Regions from separate parts of the Zea mays genome. Here regions 1 and 2 are each linked to region 3. The links are chromatin contacts, called in public Hi-C maps. All regions are on one chromosome and are shown on one strand. Each heading gives the region's core, a stretch centred on a gene start, on an enhancer-like site or on the middle of the called end of the contact. The rest is flanking DNA. Distances are from core to core; before and after follow the strand shown.

What was found. A called contact is a pair of places that touch in the nucleus more often than the background predicts.
Region 1: a Hi-C map of ear shows a contact between it and region 3, with 1.6 times the contacts expected there. The contact joins the promoter of LOC103654668 here to the enhancer-like site in region 3. A contact is called at or near these places in 2 of 25 Hi-C or Micro-C datasets (ear and tassel).
Region 2: a contact with region 3 is called in a Hi-C map of leaf, with 3 times the contacts expected there. The contact joins the promoter of LOC103654672 here to the enhancer-like site in region 3. A contact is called at or near these places in 2 of 25 Hi-C or Micro-C datasets (both in leaf).

Annotation. Positions count from the first base shown.
Region 1 is chr4:225,418,487-225,421,673 of Zm-B73-REFERENCE-NAM-5.0, forward strand. It overlaps LOC103654668, which reads right to left and starts at 1,515. Exons shown (of 1, transcript XM_008681506.4): 1 at 1-1,515. The coding sequence starts at 1,224.
Region 2 is chr4:225,768,603-225,771,836 of Zm-B73-REFERENCE-NAM-5.0, forward strand. It overlaps LOC103654672 (probable protein phosphatase 2C 14), which reads left to right and starts at 1,483. Exons shown (of 5, transcript XM_008681516.4): 1 at 1,483-2,445. The coding sequence starts at 1,972.
Region 3 is chr4:225,625,405-225,628,522 of Zm-B73-REFERENCE-NAM-5.0, forward strand. LOC103654671 (a long non-coding RNA gene) reads left to right here. Exons shown (of 3, transcript XR_566264.3): 3 at 1-1,159. Among protein-coding and RNA genes, the nearest start is that of LOC103654671, 3.0 kb to the left of the region's middle. Within about 2 kb of position 1,762, at least 16 of the 20 cell types and tissues checked have an H3K27ac peak or open chromatin away from gene starts, as enhancers often do. A contact at or near this core is called in ear and leaf, where this site is marked.

The DNA.
Region 1 (3,187 bases), core at 265-2,764, 210 kb before region 3:
ACGCAGCGCCTTTGATTTGAAGCGGTCAGAAATTATGCCTGCGCAACGGTGGAGGTCGTTGGAGGAACCTGAGGCTGAGACGGAAGCCACGGCTTCGAGCATCAGCTCCTCGGCGTAGTCTGAGGGCGCCATGGCGGGTACCGGAACAGCACGATCGAACACGGTCGTGCCATTTGGGAGGTTGACAGAGAAGGTGACCACCTGCTCCCGCCAGCCGTCGGCGGCAAGCTGGAAGAAGAGTGCGTCCCGAACCCGCGCGGTGGCGTCGGCGCGCGCCTCAGCGAAGCGGGCGTCGAGACGTGGGCCACAGAGGTCGGCGTGCTGCAGCTGCAGGTCCGGCAGCCCGACATGGCGCAGGAAGGCCCGGAGCTTGGGATGGCCAGCGGCAGAGAGCGATACGCCAGACGATGACTCTAGGAACCAGTCCGACAGCAGAGCGAGCGCCGCGTCAGCCTGCGGCCTGGGCATCATGGCGACCGGCGATGCTTTGGGTGATTTAAGGCGCTTCACGCTGTCCTCGAGCTTGGCGAGAGCGCTCAAGTCGTCTTTGCCACCGGAGAGCACGAGTGCCGACTGGTGGGGCGGAGGGGGCGCCGGCAGCGCGGGCAACGCCGGTGAGTGGACCGAGGGCGGGTCAACAACGACGAGGTGGTGATGGTGGGACCCGGGGTCTGCTGTCGTGTACGCGGGGGGCATGGAGTTGCGCTTGCGATTGCGGAATTGGTGGTGGTGTTGATGGCGGCGGCGAGGCGAGGAGGGCGCAATTGAGGAGATGGGGACAGGCGACGATGCGGTGGAGTTGGACGGTAGCGAGAGCTGCTGCTGCTGCGAGCCCGAGGCGCCGGCGAGTCCCTGCGGACGGGCAGCGAAGTTGGGGCAGGTGCCACGCTTTAGGTGCTCGGATGCGGTCCGCGACGGGTTGGAGGCGGAGAAGACGGCGGAGCACAAGGCGCAGCGCAGCTTGACGGCCTTGGGCGGCATGGCGGTGTCGGTGGGCGGGATGAGAACGGGCTCGAGGTGCGCCCAGTACCAGGCACCCTTGCCCTTGACCGCCTTGGACCGCACAGCGAGGAGGGCTTCGTAGCGCTTCTTGGCGGCGCGCGCGGCGGCCTCCTCGCCGCCCATTCCGGGCGCCGTGGCCGGCACCGAAGCGGGCGCCTCCTCCTCCTCCTCCTCCTCCTCCTCCTCCTCCTCCTCCTCCTCCTTGGCCGTTGCCGCGGACATGGCCGTCGGACCGACCCAGCGAACAAGGGGCAGAGGAACCGACCGACCAACCAACGATCGGCGAACCCGATCACGCCGGGCGCGGTACGGAGAGAAGAAAGGGAACCACACCCGCTCTTCCTTTCCGGTCACCAACCCGCCAACCGAATCCCGCGGTGGCGGCGGCGTGCAACTCCCCGCGCTGCGCGGCTAATGCCGGAGTCGGCACCTGGCGGCGCCCGCGGACGGCGATCGGAGCGGCGCATTGGGCGGCGGCCGCTGCGGTGAGCCGTCCATGCGCGCGCGGGAGCCGGGGTGGGTGGGGTGGGGTATTTCGTGGAGGTTTTGTGGGGTTTAGAAAAGAGGATTTGGGATGCGTCAGAGGAGAAAACAAATGCGATGCGGTGCGGAGCCCAGGTAGAAAGCGAGAGAGCAGAGAGACACAAGAAAAGGGTTTGATAGGGACAAAAGAAGGATGAGATGAATGAATTGAAAAGTCCCCTAAATATATAGGGTACTTATTGGAGCAACTTCAATAGTTATGTATAATTATGCTACCTAAATCTTAGATTTAGCAAGTACTTAAATACTATATGAAAAAAAACGTATCTCGTCCAACAGTTCTATATATATTACTTTTTAAATATGTTAAAATTTAACATGTCACCCATCTGAGTGGGACCATCATCGATGGCATATTCAACTTGGTGAGTTGTGTTGACCTTTTAATTTACAGTTGCAATTGTTTATTTATTTATTTCCGACACGTGTACGTGCGGCTATTGTATTGGCAATTATTTAATCTCTAGCTGACTGTCGTTGTTCGACGCATGGGCTATGTTAATATATCGTTACTATAAAGTGAAAAAGGCAGCGAAATACAAAAATTACCGTCAATTTTTTTTTGTTTAAGGAGTTGGTAAATGGTTACTAAATGTAGAGAGAAAATAAGGTTAGATGAGAAGTAGCTAAATTTATGAAGTTCATTTAGAGAACCGTTGGAGAGGAGCTTTTAGTTTAGTTACTTAAATTATTAATTTAGAGAGTCTTTTAGAAAACTATTGGAGTTACTCTTATATTTATATACTAGTATGCTAATATATAGTATTTTTTTTCTTTTTTAGACGTTGCTTTATATAGCGTTCCTCTCCACACACGGCACGCCAGCACAACACTTGCCAAAAATGCTGAGGAGAGGAAAGCAGTCACTAGTATTCGTACATGATTGTGAGGGTGTAGGCAAGAGTAGCGAGTGATTTGTTTGCTGGGACTGCAGATGCTGATAGCGGTAGGCGGACGAAGACTAGAGAGGCATGGATGGGTAGTCGGATTGAGGCCGACTTTACGGGGACGGACATGGGAACCGAATGACGAAGGAGTGGGGAGGTACAGGGTGTGGTTGATGCGTGGACTAAAGTTTAGTCGGCATATGCATATGTTTAAATATTTAGCTAGTCGGTTGATCGTGTGTTGCAATCGTATTACAACAATATCCATGTAAATTATTTATCAAATTTTTTTAAGATTTTTATTGATTATCTTCGCTCTTCGTATAATACTTTTTTGATTTGACTAACTGATGTTGTTGTTTACTTCATCTAATATGTTTTGATACAACACGTCAAATGAAGAGAGCGATTAAAAGAGAGTTCACAACAACTAACTGAATGAACAGATATTATAGAATGACATAATTCTACCATGCAGAGACCAAATAAGAGAAAGTTTACGAGCTCAAGTTTCTAAAATAAGCCACATGAACTCAAACTTATAAAAAAGATAGATCAAAATATGAAGTGGTTGTTAAAGTCAGGCAATAATAAAAATTGGATGCACTCCAAACAAATTATGATACTTCGTAGTAATTACTAACGTTTAAAACCAACAAATAACTTTTCCTTTTACTGTTAGTGTGACAAATCATTGTTGCTCCATCCAGTTCAGCAACCTCAAACATCATGGAGTCCATTACGCAAATGTGGAC
Region 2 (3,234 bases), core at 233-2,732, 140 kb after region 3:
TTGTTGTGCTCCTTTTGCTGAAGCACTGCCTTTTACGGTTAGCGACACTCAATGTTCGATCACTTGTACAAAACAAGATATGTATTTTCTTTTGAGCAATTCTTTTAAAATATATGGGGGCAATGAAGAGCTTCATATTGTGTTGAACCTCAGTCTGTAATATTAAGTTGCAAGTGAGAGTTTTATACTTACGACATGCTACATTTTGTTATCCTTATAGTTGGTTAGCCTATTGCAGAAGGTGGTTGAACTTGTACTTTGAGACCAAATATATATTGCATACTTGATATTATACTATTATTTGAGCTTGTCTTATTGTACTCTTATCTGTTCTTATGAAGATTAGAGGAATGTGTTTGGGGTGAGTAATTTTTTTGTGTTGTTTCCTCTGTCCATGGCCATGGAGGAGCAAAAGAGGCCACCTAGCTCGAAGATAGCGCCAGTGTCCATGAAGGCGTCCTCCGCAAATGCGACACTTCAAGGCATGAAGAACAGAAACCATTTTCGAAGGGACGGGAAAACTGCACTGCAACAAGACGTGTGTGTATTGTTCTACCTGGTGTTTAGTCGTAAGCCTATTGCATTTCTGTTGAGGACGTTCAGCGTTTTCGATTTTGTCTTACAGGTGGACAAGCTGAGGAAGAAGTTGTGGCACGAGAAGAACGTCCACTGAGCTCTAAAGCAGACGTTCGCGAGGCCGCTCTGCCTCGCCTCCCTATTGTCTCAAGTCAATGTCCTTCTTTGCTTTTCGATCAATTTCACAGGCAAGAAGCAACCTAACCAATAATTTGTTGCCCTTCCGAAGGACTCGATACACTTTCTGATTTCTGCCTCTCCTGAATTGTTCCTAGACATTGGAGCTTCTGGCCCCGTTGCAAGTGGAAAATCCTTGTACTTAAATGTTGCAATGTAGTGGTCCCGTTGCAACGCACGACACTCACCTAGTTTACTTAATAAAATAATCTATTCGGTTTGAAATTTGATATTTCATCACTTTCTAAAGTTTAGATATAAGCCTAGCTTAATTTTACGAGGTGGAGTATGGAAAATGATTTAATGTATCAGTAGAATATATTTCTACTCTACAATTTATAGGATGCTCTTCAGCCAACTTCTCTGTAGTAAAAATGTAGCATATTTGACATTTATAAATAGTAGTATATAAATATATTTTACATAAAACCGTATCAGTTTAATTGATATGTGTATAAATTATTATTATTAGAATGTAATTTAATTCCAAGTATCCAAACGGCATATTAATGATGTTACTATATGTGAAAGTGAACTTGTCGCTTTAGCAGCCTGTTTAATTCATGATGGCTTATGTTTTCTCTCTGGAAAATAGAGGAAAAACATAGAAAAATCGTTTGGTTTGGGGTCCGACACGACACGAAGTTTAGTCAACTTCGCGTCTCTTTCTCGTGCTTCTCTATTCGCCGTTTTAATGTCCCGTCCCCCTATCGGCCACCACTTCCCCCTCCCCTCCAACGGCGAGAGATCGAATATTAAGCACCGCCGCCGGCCTCGTTCTCCTCTCGTCCTCTGGGCTAGATTAGCCGGTTAATCAATCAATCGATTCGTTGTTGCTAAGAGCCTTTTTAAGTATGGGATTACGCAGGTTTCTTGTTTCCTAACCACCACTTCTGTACTAGTACTATACTATACCAATCCATGGATAGAGACAGACAGAGGGGTTGGGTTTTGGTTGCGCTGCTTGACTCGCCCCGTGCCCGTGTTCTTGCTGCCCTTTTCAGGCATATATAACATTCCTCTTTTTACACTACATCCATCCCCGCTTGATTAGCGGCAGCCACTCTCTCCCTCTCCACTCTTGGTGTCCGAGTCCCTTGGCCGTACGCTCTGCCTCACTCCTCCGTTTCTTGCTTCTCCTGCCGCCGGCGTCGGAGAGCGAGCTTCTCGGCGGGCGGCGGCGGCGCGCGGCGCCGGGTGCGGATCGGCCGCGGGTGCATGGTGGAAGCCGCCGCCGGGCGCCGGTCAGGCACCAGCCGTCGGCGGCCTAGCGGCAGCGGAGGGGAGCACCAGCGCCTGGTTGCGCTCGCCGTCGCCGCGCGCGTCGCCATGGTCAGCACCCGGTCTGCGGGTCCAGCAGTGGCGGGAGGAGATGGAGCGGGAGCTGCTGGAACAGGCGCCGGCCCCGCTGCCGGTAGAGGACGATGCATGGAGGACTTCTTCGACTGCCTCCTCGGCTTGCTCGGCGCGTTAGGCATGACATGGGCTACGGCGCGGCCCCAGCGGCAGCCGCTCCCGCCGCTGCCTCGCGGGGTTGGGGCGGGGCCTGAGCCAACCGACGCCCGGCGTTTCGCAGCGGCGCTCAGGGCCACCCCCGGCCGGATCGCTGGCAATGGCGCCTGCGCCGTCGCGTCACTGTACACGCTGCAGGGCAAGAAGGGCGTCAACCAGGATGCTATGATCTTCTGGGAGGTAAAGGAGAAAAAAGAACCATCTTTTCCCTGCTTTCTTGTCTGTACTTCTCACACATCTTGTGCTGTGAGATTCTTGATGTACTTTTCCCCACTGTTCTTGATCAGATCTCCCCAAGATCTAAGCAACCTTGTTCTTACTCCGGATTAGTTTGCCTGACATATCCTGTGTTCCAGATTTTTTATTCGACGGAGAAGTTCAGATTCAGATTTTACTCTTCTGTAATTTGATCTTAATGCAAGCCTCAGGGAATTGTTTGTTTTATCTTTGGCCACAGCTTATGCATGTTCTTATCGCAACATGAGCACACAATATGAAACTATTCAAGAATTGAACTTTTACTCAAATCCTATATATATTTGACACTGGTTGCCATTGGATGTTGATAATTCCTATTTGGTAGTCTTATTCAAACCTAATAATTGGTGTTGAGTTGGAATACTTCATGGAGGTTGGAGGGGCTCCACATGATTCTCATCCTTATCCAATACTAGTTTTTTTTCCCCTTTCTCCATCTCCTCGTTGGATGATCTTATCTGCTTGAAGCCCCATCCTCCCCTTTCCAAATGCTTGATTACCAATTTGACTGCATGCCCATTGAGTGACACATGTACGGATCCTATCTAATTTTTTTCGAACTCATATTTTCCCTACATGAGTTATGATAACTTTCACGATTTGACTACCATAGTAATCTCTAACAAATTGCATACCGGTCTCACTGAAATGATAAGCAACTCCCAATAAGAAACCATCTTCCATGTACCTGTCCAGTTTTTCAGGGCACGT
Region 3 (3,118 bases), core at 512-3,011:
GGCAACAAATGCAATAGTTTTCATAACACGGCTGTGAAGAGATGTGACAATCTTTTGAAGCCTGGACAATCTATTGGAAATGTTTTTAACAAACAGACCACTGTCAGTAAAGAGGAACATCTGATTAGATTAAAGACTTCCATCAAAGCTGTTCGTTACTTGTTGCATCAAGGTTTGGCTTTTCGTGGCCATGATGAATTAGAGGAGTCTAAAAATAGGGGAAATTTTAAAGAGTTAGTAAAGCTTTTGGCAGAGGAAAATGACAAAGTATGGATTCAGCTTTATGTCTCAAATCTAACATTGATAAGTTGTTTGTTAAGTATGGATTAAGCATAAAACAAGTCAGAGGACAGGGCTATGATGGGGCTAGCAATATGAGAGGTGAGTTCAATGGATTAAGGGCTTTAATCTTAAGAGAGAACAGCTCAGCATATTATATACATTGCTTTGCTCATCAGTTACAGTTAGTCATTGTTGCTGTAGCTAAAAAGAATGATGACTGTAGTGATTTCTTTGACATGATATCCCTATTGCTTACTGTGGCTGGATCTTCTTGCAAGCGTAAAGTTATGATCCGAGAAAATCAACAAGAGAGAGTTAGCAAATCCATAGGAAGTGGAAAACTAAGCAGTGGAACTGGATTAAATCAAGAGCAATCCCTCCAAAGAGCTGGAGATACACGTTGGGGTTCACATTATAAAACTCTCAAGAGCCTAAGTCGTGAGCTTAACTTTTTCATTGATAATGTGCGAGCTGATGAAAGATTTTCTAGCTTGATCTCTATTTCTGCACTTGCAAGGCTGATGGTGGATACAACAAAACATACGAGTTTTCCTTTGGTCTATCGACTTCTCAAGCTAGTACTGGTTCTTCCAATCGCCACTGCATCGGTTGAGAGGTGCTTTTCAGCGATGAAAATTGTGAAGACAATGTTAAGAAATCGTATTGGAGATGGATTTATGAATGATTGTATAATATGCTTCGTGGAACCAGGATTTCTAGCCACAATTCCAACTGATGATGTGATAGTTCGCTTTCATAAGATAGAGGACCGTACCCGTAGAGGAAAAATATAGAAGGTATGTAAATACTATTGCAAAAGCTTATTTGTCACAATATGTTGCTTTTCTTTTTTAAACTATCGATGTTATGCATGACATCATATTTTTCAACATGTAAGTTATTATCAACCCCAGTAACAAATTATCCTGGCTTCGCCCCTGGTGTCGGGTATAGCTCCTCGCAAGCATAAATAGATGGCCCCGTGACCGCCTCGTCCATTGGCTCACGACTCACGGCCACCATAGAAGGTTTGGCGTAGAGAGAATCTGAGAGGGAGAGACTGTCGCCACTGACGAACTCGAGTGGGATCGCGGCCCAGCCCTCAATGCGTGGTGGGAGATGTTCGCTGAGACATGTGTAGTCTTTAGGATGCTTCCTCGCATGCGGTGACCTGTGGCCTGTGGGAGCTCAGGGAATTTCTCACCGTCGTGTCACGACACCGAGGAACCACCGCGAACCATGGTAATCCACATCATAGTCTTGAATACCGGTAAATTCTATACCCATAGGTTCGCCATAGCCTCACTCATCTTTTACACCAATTCTCGTCGCGATTAAATCATCGAATCGTGGGATTGCCGCGCACCGGGGGTGCTCCGCCGTGAGGGAAAAGCACCTCCACCGCCAGTGTGCACTGGGAGGGAGAAACGTGCCCGACCATTGATCATCTAATGGACGATCAAGATTAAAACAGCCCTTACCCCTTCGTCGCATTAAACGTTAGCCATCGGATTAAGATATGTCAGCTAGAACCACGCATGTGTGATCGGCTGTGGCATATATGCATGAGACCCTCAGGTTTTCCCAAACCAACCCACCATCCTTTCTCCGTTAAAACTAATTAGAAACAAGTCCCTTGATTTTGCAAATAAGTCCCTAAAGCTCGATTTTAATTATAAAAATGACCTAAAACCTCATTTATTCTCTATATTGCTTGTTTTATTTTTGTTTTAGTCCATTCAAATTGCGATAGTTTCATAATAAAATTGTCTACGCAGTGACAAACATTATTTTGTCATATCGCATATTTTTATAATTAGATATTTATTTACCCTATATATAGTAAACTAATCTTTCTAATCAAAGTAATATGTCTGTAATTATAATTTGACTAGAAGATGATCTCTAACCAAAATGTAACTCATATTAAAGTTGAATTGGTTATTGCTTTAATACCTTTTCTCATGATTTATAAAATCAACATAAGACCTAGTTTTAATTTTTTAATCACGTAAACCACATCATTTAAATTGTAGCTCCGATTTAAGTGGTTCTCAAACCTATGACCTCGTAGCGACACGTAGAATAATAATGTGTGGTTTGTTCCCATCTTTGTTGTATTGTTACCATATTCATTATTTGCTTGATTGTATGAACTTTTGTGGCAACATCTGCACAACTAGGTTATCCAAAGTATAAGGCAGTTGTGCCCTTGATCATTTTTTACCTAATAATGTTCTCTATAATCACCGTGACATGCTCAGGTTAATTTTATGGGACCTAATAGGTTACCTTAGTTTTAATCACCTACCTTGCAAACAAATGAACTATTGGGTAGTCTTGCTATTGCTCTACCTAGTTCCGGGATCAATACTATAAATTATGATCATGTTTCATTATTATTGTTGGTTTAGTTATTTTTCATGATAAGGTTATTTCATTAATTGGAACATGGAGCGACCACCCGAGGAAACAGTGCTACCACAAGGGTGGAATGGGACGCCCTTGATCGATTAATTAAGAAAGCTAGTTTGAGTTAATCTTTTCTCGAAAGGGGCATGCGGTGTGTGGGGAGCTGCCGATATAGGGAGGTTCTCAGATCGATCTGTCTGTGATAGGTTTTCGGATGAGGGATTCCTATATCGCCCCCTCGGCCTAAAACCGTAGCGGGTTCTCTCATGCTAGTAGAACTTTAGAAAGGCGTCGTAGTGCTACCCCGCCTCACCTTCTCGGTAGAGGTGTATGGGATCCATACAACCCCGTGGAAGATGGGTATCATGACTAGTAGGTAAAGATGCACAACCTCTGTAGTGTAAACTGGTATATCAGCCGTGCT